Linked DNA regions of Mus musculus: region 2 is linked to region 1. Evidence: chromatin contacts called from public HiChIP or PLAC-seq data. All regions are on one chromosome and are shown on one strand. The core of a region is the stretch at or near the end of the contact, and the rest is flanking DNA. Distances in the headings are between cores, read along the strand shown. Region 1 holds the start of Platr30 (pluripotency associated transcript 30). Region 2 overlaps BC107364 (cDNA sequence BC107364).

What was found. HiChIP or PLAC-seq counts read pairs in DNA pulled down with a chosen protein or histone mark.
Region 2: an H3K4me3 HiChIP or PLAC-seq map of embryonic stem cells shows a contact between it and region 1, with 20 read pairs. The contact joins the enhancer-like site here to the promoter of Platr30 in region 1. A contact is called at or near these places in 7 of 39 promoter capture datasets (the C10 cell line, cranial neural crest, embryonic stem cells and 4 more), 3 of 15 datasets of contacts at CTCF or cohesin (CD8 T cells, the NIH/3T3 cell line and embryonic stem cells), 4 of 484 Hi-C or Micro-C datasets (the G1E-ER4 cell line, bone marrow-derived macrophages, embryonic fibroblasts and 1 more), 24 of 115 datasets of contacts at active chromatin or transcription factors (CD8 T cells, the HPC-7 cell line, bone marrow-derived macrophages and 14 more) and 1 of 9 other capture datasets (embryonic stem cells).

Annotation. Positions count from the first base shown.
Region 1 is chr3:96,342,445-96,347,796 of GRCm38.p6, forward strand. It overlaps Platr30 (pluripotency associated transcript 30), which reads left to right and starts at 2,843. Exons shown (of 6, transcript NR_152105.1): 1 at 2,843-3,078; 2 at 3,680-3,933. It overlaps n-TEttc3 (a tRNA gene), which reads left to right and starts at 4,231; the gene lies at 4,231-4,302.
Region 2 is chr3:96,440,526-96,446,483 of GRCm38.p6, forward strand. It overlaps BC107364 (cDNA sequence BC107364), which reads right to left. Exons shown (of 4, transcript NM_001256181.1): 2 at 1,518-1,642; 3 at 184-337. The coding sequence starts at 1,626. Among named protein-coding and RNA genes, the nearest start is that of Gm26232, 5.7 kb to the right of the region's middle. Within about 2 kb of position 1,681, at least 19 of the 459 cell types and tissues checked have an H3K27ac peak or open chromatin away from gene starts, as enhancers often do. A contact at or near this core is called in embryonic stem cells and pancreatic cancer cells, where this site is marked.

The sequences.
Region 1 (5,352 bases), core at 1,593-4,092:
CTGGAGTGTCTGAAGACAGCTACAGTGTACTTACATGTAATCAATAAATAAATCTTAAAAAAAAAAAAAAAAACAGAGTTATGTTTGATTTTTCAGAATGGAATCTACCTAACTGGAAATTACCTTTCTGATCGGCGAAGTCTCTGCTTTGGTTTATAGCCTGGACTGTTTATTTTGGAGCTAGGCAAACACACAACATCTAACTCTCTAACCCAAGCCTGCTTCAAATTCTGTACTGAGTGTACTGAGGTCACTGTATGCAGAACCAGGTGCACTGTTTACACGGGGGCCTTTGGTGAGTTTGCCTGGGACCCCACTTCTCTAGGCTTTCTCAGCCTGACAGCATCTCAGCGAGATAGCACCTCTCAATTACAGCCCACTCACTTCCTAAAATGTGCGTGTGCGTGTGTGTGTGTGTGTGTGTGTGCGCGCACGCGCGCGCAGTTGCCCACAGAAGGCATTGGCATTCCCTAGAGCCGGATTTTTGTTTGTTTGTTTGTTTGTTTTGTTTTGTTTTGTTTTTCCGAGACAGGGTTTCTCTGTGTAGCCTGACTGTCCTGGAACTCACTCTGTAGACCAGGCTGGCCTTGAACTCAGAAATCCGCCTGCCTCTGCCTCCCAAGTGCTGAGATTAAAGGCATGCGCCACCACGCCCTGCTTAGAGCTAGAATTATTAAAAGTTGTGAGCAGCCAACATAAACGCTGGGAATCCAACAGCCAATAGAACTCTTAACCATTGAACTGGCTCTCCAGTCTCCCCTCCCCCATTTGGGGGTAGCAAGTTGGTCAAAATATTCCCGAATAAAACACACACACACACACACACACACACACACACACACACACACACACACAGCGTCCTTTATTTGGTGGCGTCTAGCGAGGAACTCGCGCTGCCGCCACCGGGCAAAATATTCCCGAATAAAACACACACACACACACACACACACACACACACACACACACACACACACACACACACACACAGCGTCCTTTATTTGGTGGCGTCTAGCGAGGAACTCGCGCTGCCGCCACCGGGCAATTAGAGCGGATTAACCCACTACCGCTAAACCCGGATCCTAAAGCGCACATGGGCTCCTTCTCTGGGTCCTGTTGGTCACCCGGGCCGTAGCCTGGTCAGCGTGGGGTTCTCATGTGTGGCAGCGGAATTCCAGCATCCGGGAGACGCTGGCGGGTGCGTAGCGCCCACTCACTTCGCGAACACAGCCCAGCCAAGGAATGTTAACCTAAAGGTTCCAAGTTCACACCTACCCTGGGACTCCTGTTGTCATTTTAAACAGCTTTTTGTCCTCTCTCTCCCCGGCGGACAGCTAAACAACATTATCAGTGGCAGATGGACAAACACGCCCAAACCGGCACCCTTCTAGGGTCTGGACACCCTAACCCTGCTGATGGGATATCAATGCTAAACCGTGAGACTCAAATTCCTGAAAGGAATGCGCTCTCCCACCACACCCCACCCCGACTCCCCTTCGAGATAAAAAGATCCTGATGCCTTTGCCAACCCTTAAACAGCTAAGGCATGCGCCCCCTACTCTTTTCACCTGCAAATTAAGGTGGTCTGGGTATCCGGTGAGTGGCAGGAAACCTGAAGTTCAAGTGATTGCTCTAGTAACAAGGTCACCACCACAGAGAACATCAACATAGCCACTCTGCAGCACACAGCTAGTACTGCTACCATTTATGTTTGAGAGAAGGTTTTATGAATCTCACGCTGCCCTAGCACTCTCTTTTCAACTGGTCCTCCAGAGTGCTGCGGTACAAGGGTGGTGGGCCACCCTTGTACCAAACACCATGACTATTATTTTTGAAAAGAGCATATCTTAGTTTGTGCACTATGTGGCTTACCCATTCCAGATTTTATTTCTAAAGCCGATCGTTTTCCTGGTTATTTAGTGACCTCTACACGTTTTTTCTGTAGAGGAGATGTGTGTATCATGGCCACATAGTGTATGTTGTGCCTTGCCTGTGCTCACTTGAAGGCTGTTATGGAAGACTGTTAAAGAAGAGCCAATGGAGAGAAGGTGCAGGAGACAACACCTGAGAAATGGCCAGGGCCAGGTAGCCCCTGTCTTAGCTGTTCCTGCCATCACAGCTGCTACTGATAAACCAGCATGCTTGGTTTATCCATCTTAGGCTTGGAAGCCACCTAGTAAGAACACACCAGGTTAACTCCTGTTTGTGATTAAACCTCTGTTTCTCAAGGACTGGGCTATGCTCTACCTGTAACCTTAACTACATATGGCTCTGTACTGCCTGTCCCAGGAAAAAAACTATACCTTTGTTTCAAAAAGTTGGTATGACCACCGTACAGCCATGTCTTTGTTTCTGGAGAGTATTATCAGCACTTTGTTATGTTTCTGTCACTCTGCCTATTTGCCAGCCGAACCCCGCTTGGAAACCCCCTACTCCTGAGCTATAAAAACTCTCATCTTCCCCATGTCCAATGTTGATGATCTCTTGTACCCCACTTTTAGCCCGTACACACCCCACACACACCACACATACCAACACCACCACCACCACATATACCCACTCCACCACCACCACCACCCCACACACACACTTAAATTTATGTAGCCATGATTTGGGTCAGTTTTCTTTCGCCTAAAGCTACTACTTGAATTGCTTTGACAAAGATAAAGCCAGACCTTAGCTGAAACTGTGAAAACAAACTATTCAGTAAGTACAAAGCACAGATGCTGCCACTGAGACCTGTAAATGAATGAGTACCTGGGTATTCTAAAGGGGAGTGGGGCATCAGAGGTCAAGTCAGAGAAGGGTCAGCACAGGTGAAAATTCTCCAAGGGCTTGCTGGTGTAAATGCCCATCCCACTAGGCTGCTGGTCTGAACTCCCTGCCGATAATGCTTTGTGCTCTTCCTGGAGATGCGGTCTCCTGGTCCAGAGTAATTGTCAGTCTCTGGCACACTCTTCCACTATTAAGCACGTTGGCACTGCCTGAAGGACTGCAACCACAGTGACACTTTGACTCCGTCAGAAGCCACCACTACACAGGGTGCAACTTAGTGTCATGGATGAATCTTCAAGGCATGGTGTAAGCTTTTTCTCCCGGCCTCATCAGCATCATTGCTAACATTTGTAAGATCCCTGAAAGGGGACATGTTTGCTTTCCTAAAACACATATATTTACATCACAATTTATACAGTAGTAAAGTTACAGTTACGAAGTAGCAATGATAATAATTTTATGGGTGGGGGTCACCACCGCATGAGGAACTGAATGAAGGGGATCTCAGCACTCGGAGGTTGGTTGAGGACTATGTTCAAAATAAGGAGACATAGGGGAAAGAGGGTGAAGTGGAGGCAAAAATGACAGAACCTAGGTGGCTGTATTTGAGGCAGAGGTGGAAAGGGAATGCCTAGGAGTCCCCCACCCACCGCAGGCAGCCCTGTGAACACCAGGATTGACCTCCATCCCCTGCTGAGACTGGGTTGAGCATTGGGGCGCAGAGGCAAGCTAACTTCCCTTAGCATTAGATCCGGGAATCTGCAACTTTCGTCTTCCGAAATCTCTACAGGTTGACAGTGTTTAGTGTCTAAAAACCAGAAAGGTTTTGTTTTTCTTTTTTGCTTGTTTTCGTTTTTTTGTTTGTTTTTCCTGAAAGCCATTTGCTTTCCTCCTTCCCTAAGCACAGCTGCAGAGCACAGCATCTAGTCAGGCAAGTCTCCACTAAGTCTTCCTGCTAAGTCTTCCTCTCGAAAGACCGTTAGGATGCTCGAGATGGTCGGGGAAGAAACGGAACCAGCATGCCAATTGCTCCCTTGAGCCAATTATCATGTAAGGGACCTGGAAAAGGATGCTCGACACACACTGAGACCTGTCCTCACTTAAACCACCACGAACCCGAAAAAGTGTTTCTGCACAAGGCTAGACTGGTCTGGAATCCAGGTGAGTTTCCTTATGGCCTGGCCTCAGAGCCCAGTGCACCACCTGGCCCCGGGAAACATGAGAGGTGGAACAGAGGCTGTAGGACGCTGGGGGGTGGATGTGAGCACACTTGATACCTGCTAGTCTTCAGTTTCTGGTCCTGCCGGCATTTATTGGTAAATACCCTACTACATGACATGCCATTCAAATTCTGTTATTCCCTGGTAGTCTTGTGACTAGGATTCGGCACTTTTACGATTCCGACCCGAGTTCACCTTAAGTGCGATTACAACCCAGGTTCACCTTATGTTCTGTCCGTCCCTGGTGGTCTAGTGGCTAGGATTCGGCGCTTTCACCGCCGCGGCCCGGGTTCGATTCCCGGTCAGGGAAGGCTTTTGACCACAAGAATCCTTCAAGGTTTGTGAGCTGTCCTGGAAAAGTCAGTTTCAAGGTTGACAACTCAAAGTTGAAACTGTCAACTCAAAGTTTCCAAATAAATAGCAATTCCCAGGCGACAAACACGCACGTTGTTGGCCATGTACCTCTAGACATATTTTGTTTTCTTTTTTAAATGTCTTGTTTTTTTCCTCGTTTCAGGATAATTCAGTAAAAATTACCAGACATAAAAATAAGCAAGTACTTTGACCTTGAAATTGCTTTTTAGAATTAATTCTTATTATATGTGTAATATAGCCTTGTTATATTATTATATAAATATCCTATATAGAGAATCCAGTTCATGTGCATGAATTAGGAAAATTTTAAATATATACTACTCCACTCACAACACAAAGAACATGCAATTTTTGAAGGGCTGGTACTGGTGATGGAACCGGTGTTTCAGACAAGTTTTTGTTTTGTTTTGTTTTGTTTTGTTTTGTTTTAAAGAAGTTATGTGTAAAGGTGTCTCGATGGCATGTATGTCGGGAAACCACGAGTGTGTGGCTGATACTCTGGATGGCCAGAATAGGGTATTGGATCTTCTGGATACTAGAGTTAGAGCTGTTATGTGAGTGTGATCTTCTCAAATAGCAGAAACCATCTCTACAGTTCCCTAGCACCAGTTCTACACTATTACTCTATGTAAGGAACCCTGTTATAGCTGAGTGTGGGGTGGTGGTACCTAACTTTAGTCCCAATCCTCTGGAGGAAAAGGGAGGTGATGTTGAGGCTAGCATTCTAGAACAGTTAGGGCTATGCAGAGAAACCCTGTCTCAAAAAATTAAACAAAATTAAATAAAAAAATTTAAATAAAAACAAGTAAGTAAATAAATAGAAAACCCGTTCCAATATTTATGTGTTGATTAATGTTCACTTTTATCTTGACTGGTGTGTCAAGATATGTGTTAAAAATCACCATGGATACAATCTCTAGGTGTGTCTATGAATGTATTAGCAGAAAGGCTTAACTGAGGAGAGAAGAGCCATCCTAAATGTAGG
Region 2 (5,958 bases), core at 431-2,930, 97 kb after region 1:
TACCTTTAGTTCCTCTAATTCCTTTTCTAAGCTCGTAATTGTTTATTTAGGGCCCTGTCTTTTTGAGAAGACATGATAAACCATGATAGTAACCATGTCATAATGATAATTGACAGTGTGTCGATTTCCTTTAAATCCATCCCTGTCAAACTGTTCAAAATATCAATTTATAATTCTTATTACCTGATCCAGAGCTTCTTGTACCTCTGTCTCCCTCTGCTGTTCGCTTTGGGACACTGCAGTTCGCTTCTGTGAGGTCCTGTCTTTGTTTGGGTCAAGGACGCGGATTTCAGGTGGTTGGGGCAGTCGGTCTGGTTGTCCGGTTTTCTGTTTAGACCTGGAAGACACGGGGAAGCAAACGGGGAAGGCTGCTTGGGCGGAGATGCCTGCTGTGCTTTTGAGAAGGCTATTTCGCAGGCAGTCGCGCCCCAGGGTCCTTAGTCCTTCTTTAGTTTCAGGGAACCCCAACTGTTGTGATGCTAGCGCTGCCTAAATCCCAGCTCTGGCTGGGGTGCCGCCTCTGGTTGCTAGGGTTTGCTTAGGGCTTGGGGAGGCAGCGTTTAATTTACACAGTGCCGCAGCTTTAGACCGCAGCCCTAGCTGTTTATATTGGGGGGACGGGGGTGGGAGGCGGGGGTCTTTTATTTCAAGTTAGTTAGGTTCTAAGCCCGACGTAGGGGTGCCAACTGTTTCGTGGATTTCTTACCCCAATAAACCCGTATAAAAACACACACACAAACCAGTTATTATATTTATAAGCTATATGTCTAGAATGGGCATTATACTTATTCTCCAGCTATGAGACGTCTTGCTACCTGCAGCTTCTACAGGCCATGTGGTTCTGTTCCCTATTAGCTTTCTCCTTCCCATCTCCTGTCTCTTCACCTGGCACACTAAGACCTCCAGACCCATCTTCCTTGTGGGGCTGTGTCCTCGCTGCTGCTATGGCAAGCAGAGTTACCCAGCAGGGGAGAGAGACTCCATGGTCGGGATACACTGTGCTTGGGGTGTGCTGACCCCTGCGATTTCCCCAAACTCTCACACCTGAGCCTGTTCATAGAGTTCAAAAGTTGTATTTCTTTTCCTTTGGAAACGTTTGTGTGTGCGTTGTAGCTTCGTGGCTGTTTATATCAGATACAGTGCATGCATGTTTATTTTAATTTACTATAGTTTTGTATACTGGTTTCTTTGCATAACCTGGGACACTGAAGAGCTGTTAAGGGAGAGAAAAGTGGTAACTATGTAGTGTACGTTTTCAAAAAAATTCCTTAGCCACGATTAAGGATTAAATTCAGAAAAGTGCAGCGATTGTTGTTTTTGCTTTTCTAATGCTAGGTACTGAACTGGTAAACCCATAGTCTTCGCTGACTGTCATCTGAGGAGTGGCCTATTTGTCAAGTCTTTAATTCTTTGAAATGACGTCTTGATCAGTTATAAATGAATGAGAAAACCCCTAAGATTAGAAGTCTGGAGTTTTTGTTTCAGTGTTGTTTCTTAAAACCATAGAGCACACTTACAGGCGAGTAACTCAAATTCTGGGTTGAATTTCTCCTTTCCTCGGCTCCTGTTTTGAAGTCTCACACCACCAAGCCTGGGCTTAGCTGCCAGCACAAACCTTCTCAGCATGGTTTGAAATGAGTCCCTGGCAATTGAAAGAACAGGGAAAGAGTCACTAGGAGACAATTCCTCTTTTGTTTCCTCTCCAAACAAATGCTGTTAACTTTTGTTCTTTAAAATCTAACCTTACAATTTTATTGTTTTTGTGAAAAATCAACTTAGAACCTGGTCACTTGGCCCTTTCTCTTCTTGTCACCTCCCAGTTCAAGCTGCTTGTATCTCTTAACACAGTGTGCCAGGGTTCTCTTAGATCTACAGTGGGGTTCTGAACGCGATCTTCTTTGTAAGCCTTTTTTTTTTTTTTTTTAAATATGCTTTGTTCCCTGTCACAAGGACACTAATCCTTGCCCTTCCTGTGCTGTCACTGCGTGGAGCTGGTGCCTGCCCAGTTCTTGCAGACAGCTGGGTGAGTTTTAGGAAAGTTCAGCACAGCTGGTGGTGTGCTATCCAGTCAGAAGCCATTACATTTCTGTGAAAATCCTTAACATTCATGTGAATGTTATGAGCAGGATAATCACCATGGTTCTCTGCATGTTCTTAGAAGCCAGGATGGCTAGGTTCATAGTCCAGGTTTCATTCCACATTCATAAACAGACCCTGAACCAAAGGTTGAGTTATTTCTGTGTCTCCTTTCCCCTATCTGCCATCCCAGGCGTCCTGGAGTTCACAAGGCTTGTGTTTATAAAGGGGTTGGGGTTTTGTTATGTTTGGCTTGTTTTATTTGGAAGAGAAGAATGTTCCGATACTCTGTACTAGGAACGGAACTGTGTGCCCTCTACCACTGGACTATCCTACCCGCACTTGTCACTTTTCATTTGTACACACAGTAATTCACTACGTTGCCTAGGCAGGCCTTGAACCACCTGCCCCAGCCTCCGTAGCAGTTCGGATCATAGACCTGAACAGTCAGATATCTCTGTGTTTTGTTTTGTTTTTATAAATATGGGTTCAATACAGAACAGAGCCCCTGCCCTCCCTCCCCCCACCCCCCATTGGTGACATCTGCTATAACTGAAGCCCCACATTAAAACCAGGAAACCCCACAGGCCAGACTGCAGGTCTGAATCAATCCTCATTCACTGTTTGATATGTTTCTAGACATGCATGAATGTATGTGGGCATCCTGCTGCTTCACCTATAAAAATGTCCTCAAAGGCATTACCACCTCTCACTGACTGCTGGGTGCTGTTACCTGTGACCAAAAAACTCTTTCCCTAAGGAGTAGGTTTCTGTATATATCTCACACTCTGAGGCCTTCAGCTCAAGCAGAAATGTGAGGCCACTTAGCAAAGATGTGCCCAGAAACAGGCAGGACACTAGTACTGTGCACTCTAACGAGGCTCACAGAAGGCTGGAAGGAAGCACCCACCCAGAAAACCTGATGTAGCAGAGAAGGCCAGTGAGTGGGAGGGGCCTCGGAAACCAGTTCTCAGCAGGTCAGGGGGCTGCAGGCAGGTAGTCTTGAGAGTCCCCATCCCCAGATCTTCAGCTCCCTTTCTGGTTCACCATTCCACTCTCTGGGTTTCTATTCCCACCCCAGGTCTCCTTCACTCTTCTTATGACTCTCTATCCCCCTCTGTCTTGTCAGGTCTCTTCCTCCTTCCCCTTTAAGTCCTCTCTCTCTCTCTCTCTCTGCCTCTGTCTCTGTCTCTGTCTCTCTCTCTCTGACTCTGTCTCTCTCTCTCTCTCCTGTTCGCTACTCTTGGAGCCAGATGCTATCTCTCAGTATCTGAGCCTTGCTCTCACCTAACCCTCTGCAGAGTCCAGGTTGATGGTCACCAATTGGGTCCCTAAACATCCTCCTTCCAACTGGGAACCTGTTTCATGTACCACAATATCAAGAACTAAAGGGGGGCAGATTGCCAAGTACCAGTTGCCCCTGCTCTATGCCTGAATCTCTCCCTGTCCTTCTCAATTCTTTGTCTACCCCACTCTTCCACCTACGCTCTCCCATAGATGCCATGGCTCCCTAGAATCCTGACCAATAGCCGCCTGTTTCCATCCCATTGCCGTTTCAATACTGGCTCTGCTTCTTTCCCAACACTTTTGATGGCTACTGTCCCATGTGTGTGAGACTTACTCTTCTTCTGTTGCTGTGATAAAACACCATGTCCAAGCACAAATTACAAAAGAAAGGATCATTCTGGCTTACGGTTGGTTCTACAGTGAGAGTTTGTAACAGTGAGGCAGGCATGGCAAAAGGTGGCCACAGCCAGAGGCTGACAAGTCACACCTCTAGCCAAACACAAGCAGCAGAGGAGGGGGGGGGAGGAGGAGGGAGGGGGAGGGGGAGGGGGAGGTGGAGATGGAGGGAAAGGGAGAGGGAGAGGGAGGGGGAGAGTTAAAAGTGAGCTGAGGCTATAGCCTCTTAAAGTCCACCTCCAGTTGTACACATCCTCCAACAAAGTTCCTTATACCAATGGTCCCATGACTTCCCCACACAGTGGGACCAAGTGTTCAGATACATCAAACTACCACACCCTGCCCTACCTGGTAGGGTGCACATGCATTTCATCCCAGCACTCAGGAGACAGAAAGGTAGGACTGATATGTGAGATGGAAACAGGAATAACATACCTTGCAGGTTAAGGTTTCTGTTTGCAATCAAGACAGTTAAGAATAAGGTCTTGCTTGTTTTAAGTTGTTTTGCAAGTAAAGGTTTTTATTTGTAAGTGAGAAGTTACTGTTTTCCCTGTGTTAAGTCCTTGCAAAGTAAGGTTTCTATTTGTAATTAAGAATATGTTACCGTGTCACCGCCACTAACTGTAGGTCAGCTCTGTGGTGTGGGGTCCCAGTGGAGGGCAGGGCTGACCAACTCGGCTATCACTCAACCCAGATGCAGGGCACTGAGTGGCCCACCCCCCACATCTACTCCATCCATGTATGAGCTGCTGGGCACATGAAGGGGCAGGTCCTGGGAATAAAGCTGCAGGATCTCCATGGCTCTTGGCAACAGCAGGATGTCCAAAAGGAGTCCCAGTGAGGATCCAGTATTGATGGTGTAGCAGAAGCCAGAGCCCTTGAACCAGACCAGTGATGCACTGCAGTGACCATTCATTAAAGCGATTTTGGGCAAAAGGGGATATACTGTGTGACACACGGCAGCTTCCAATGGTGCTACGTCGATGAACGTGCGATGGAGAAGCTGGAAAGATAGAAGAGCTAAGTAGTAATATGGAAATTTTTCCTTCCTTTGGAGACCCGTTGTGTCATGAGATGTCGCTCTGGAAGCTGTCTTGTGAGAGGATGTTTTGCTGAGGCAGACACTTGAGAGGAGGCATGATGTTTGGAAAGGGTATAAAACTGAACCCAACAGACAGTCAGTGACTCTCTCGCATTGCTTTGCTGGCCTTTGCTTGTTGTGACTTTGTAGAGAGAAACTCGTCAAAAAACTTCTCATGGTATTCTGGCTGCTTCTTGTCACTTCTGCCAATTTGGCAGAACCTTGTGGTTTCTGCTAGATTAAGCAGCTGCTACTGATTTGAGTTTGGTTTTTGCTATTGGACTGGACTGTTGTTATCCTGATAACAAAGATTGGAATCGCCCACCCAAAGAACTACTTCTCAACAGGCCCACAACCCCCTCCGTCTTATTAGCCATCTTTCTCCCCTGCCTTCTGTCAGTGGGCTAGCAGAGAGGTTGAGGCATTAAAGAACCCTAAATAAAGTAGGGCTTGAAAAACCTAAGCCTACAGAGTGGTGTGCACATGGCAGAACTGGAGACACGACAGCTGTGACGGATGCTGGAGATGAAGAGTGGTTCCCTTTCCTGGATTGGACCTCCTCAAAAGACCTCCATGGTCCATGCTCGCCCCAGAGGCCACAGAGGACCATACTGATACCTGTGGACTATAAGTGCTACTGGACATCAGGCAGAGGTCCTTGGCACAGGCTGAAACCAGAGACCAAGTAAATGTTCCTGTGCTGTGCTGTTGCCAGAAACTCGTGTGATCCTAGGATCCATGCTTCCGCTGTGAAAGGCAATGAAGCCACCCTTGCAGCCGTAGGAATAGCTGCAGACAGTAGACGAACATGAAAGGCTTCTGTGCCAACGCCTGCCTACACCCCACCTCGAAGGCAACAGTCCAGAGAGATTTAAAAAAAAAAAACTCTGTTGGGGGGTCTGGAGTATAGCTCTCCATGGTCAATGGCCTCTGACAAGGATGCAGGTGGAGAACAGCTCAGCCTCCCTTGGGAGGCATGGGATGGCCACTAGGACTTTGACCATGTTCTCTATTCCTTTCATTTGGGGGGGGGGGGACATGGAGCAGACATGGGAGGATTGGGAGGTGAGGGGGATAGGAATGTATGACATGAGATTCCCACATAACTAATGAAAATA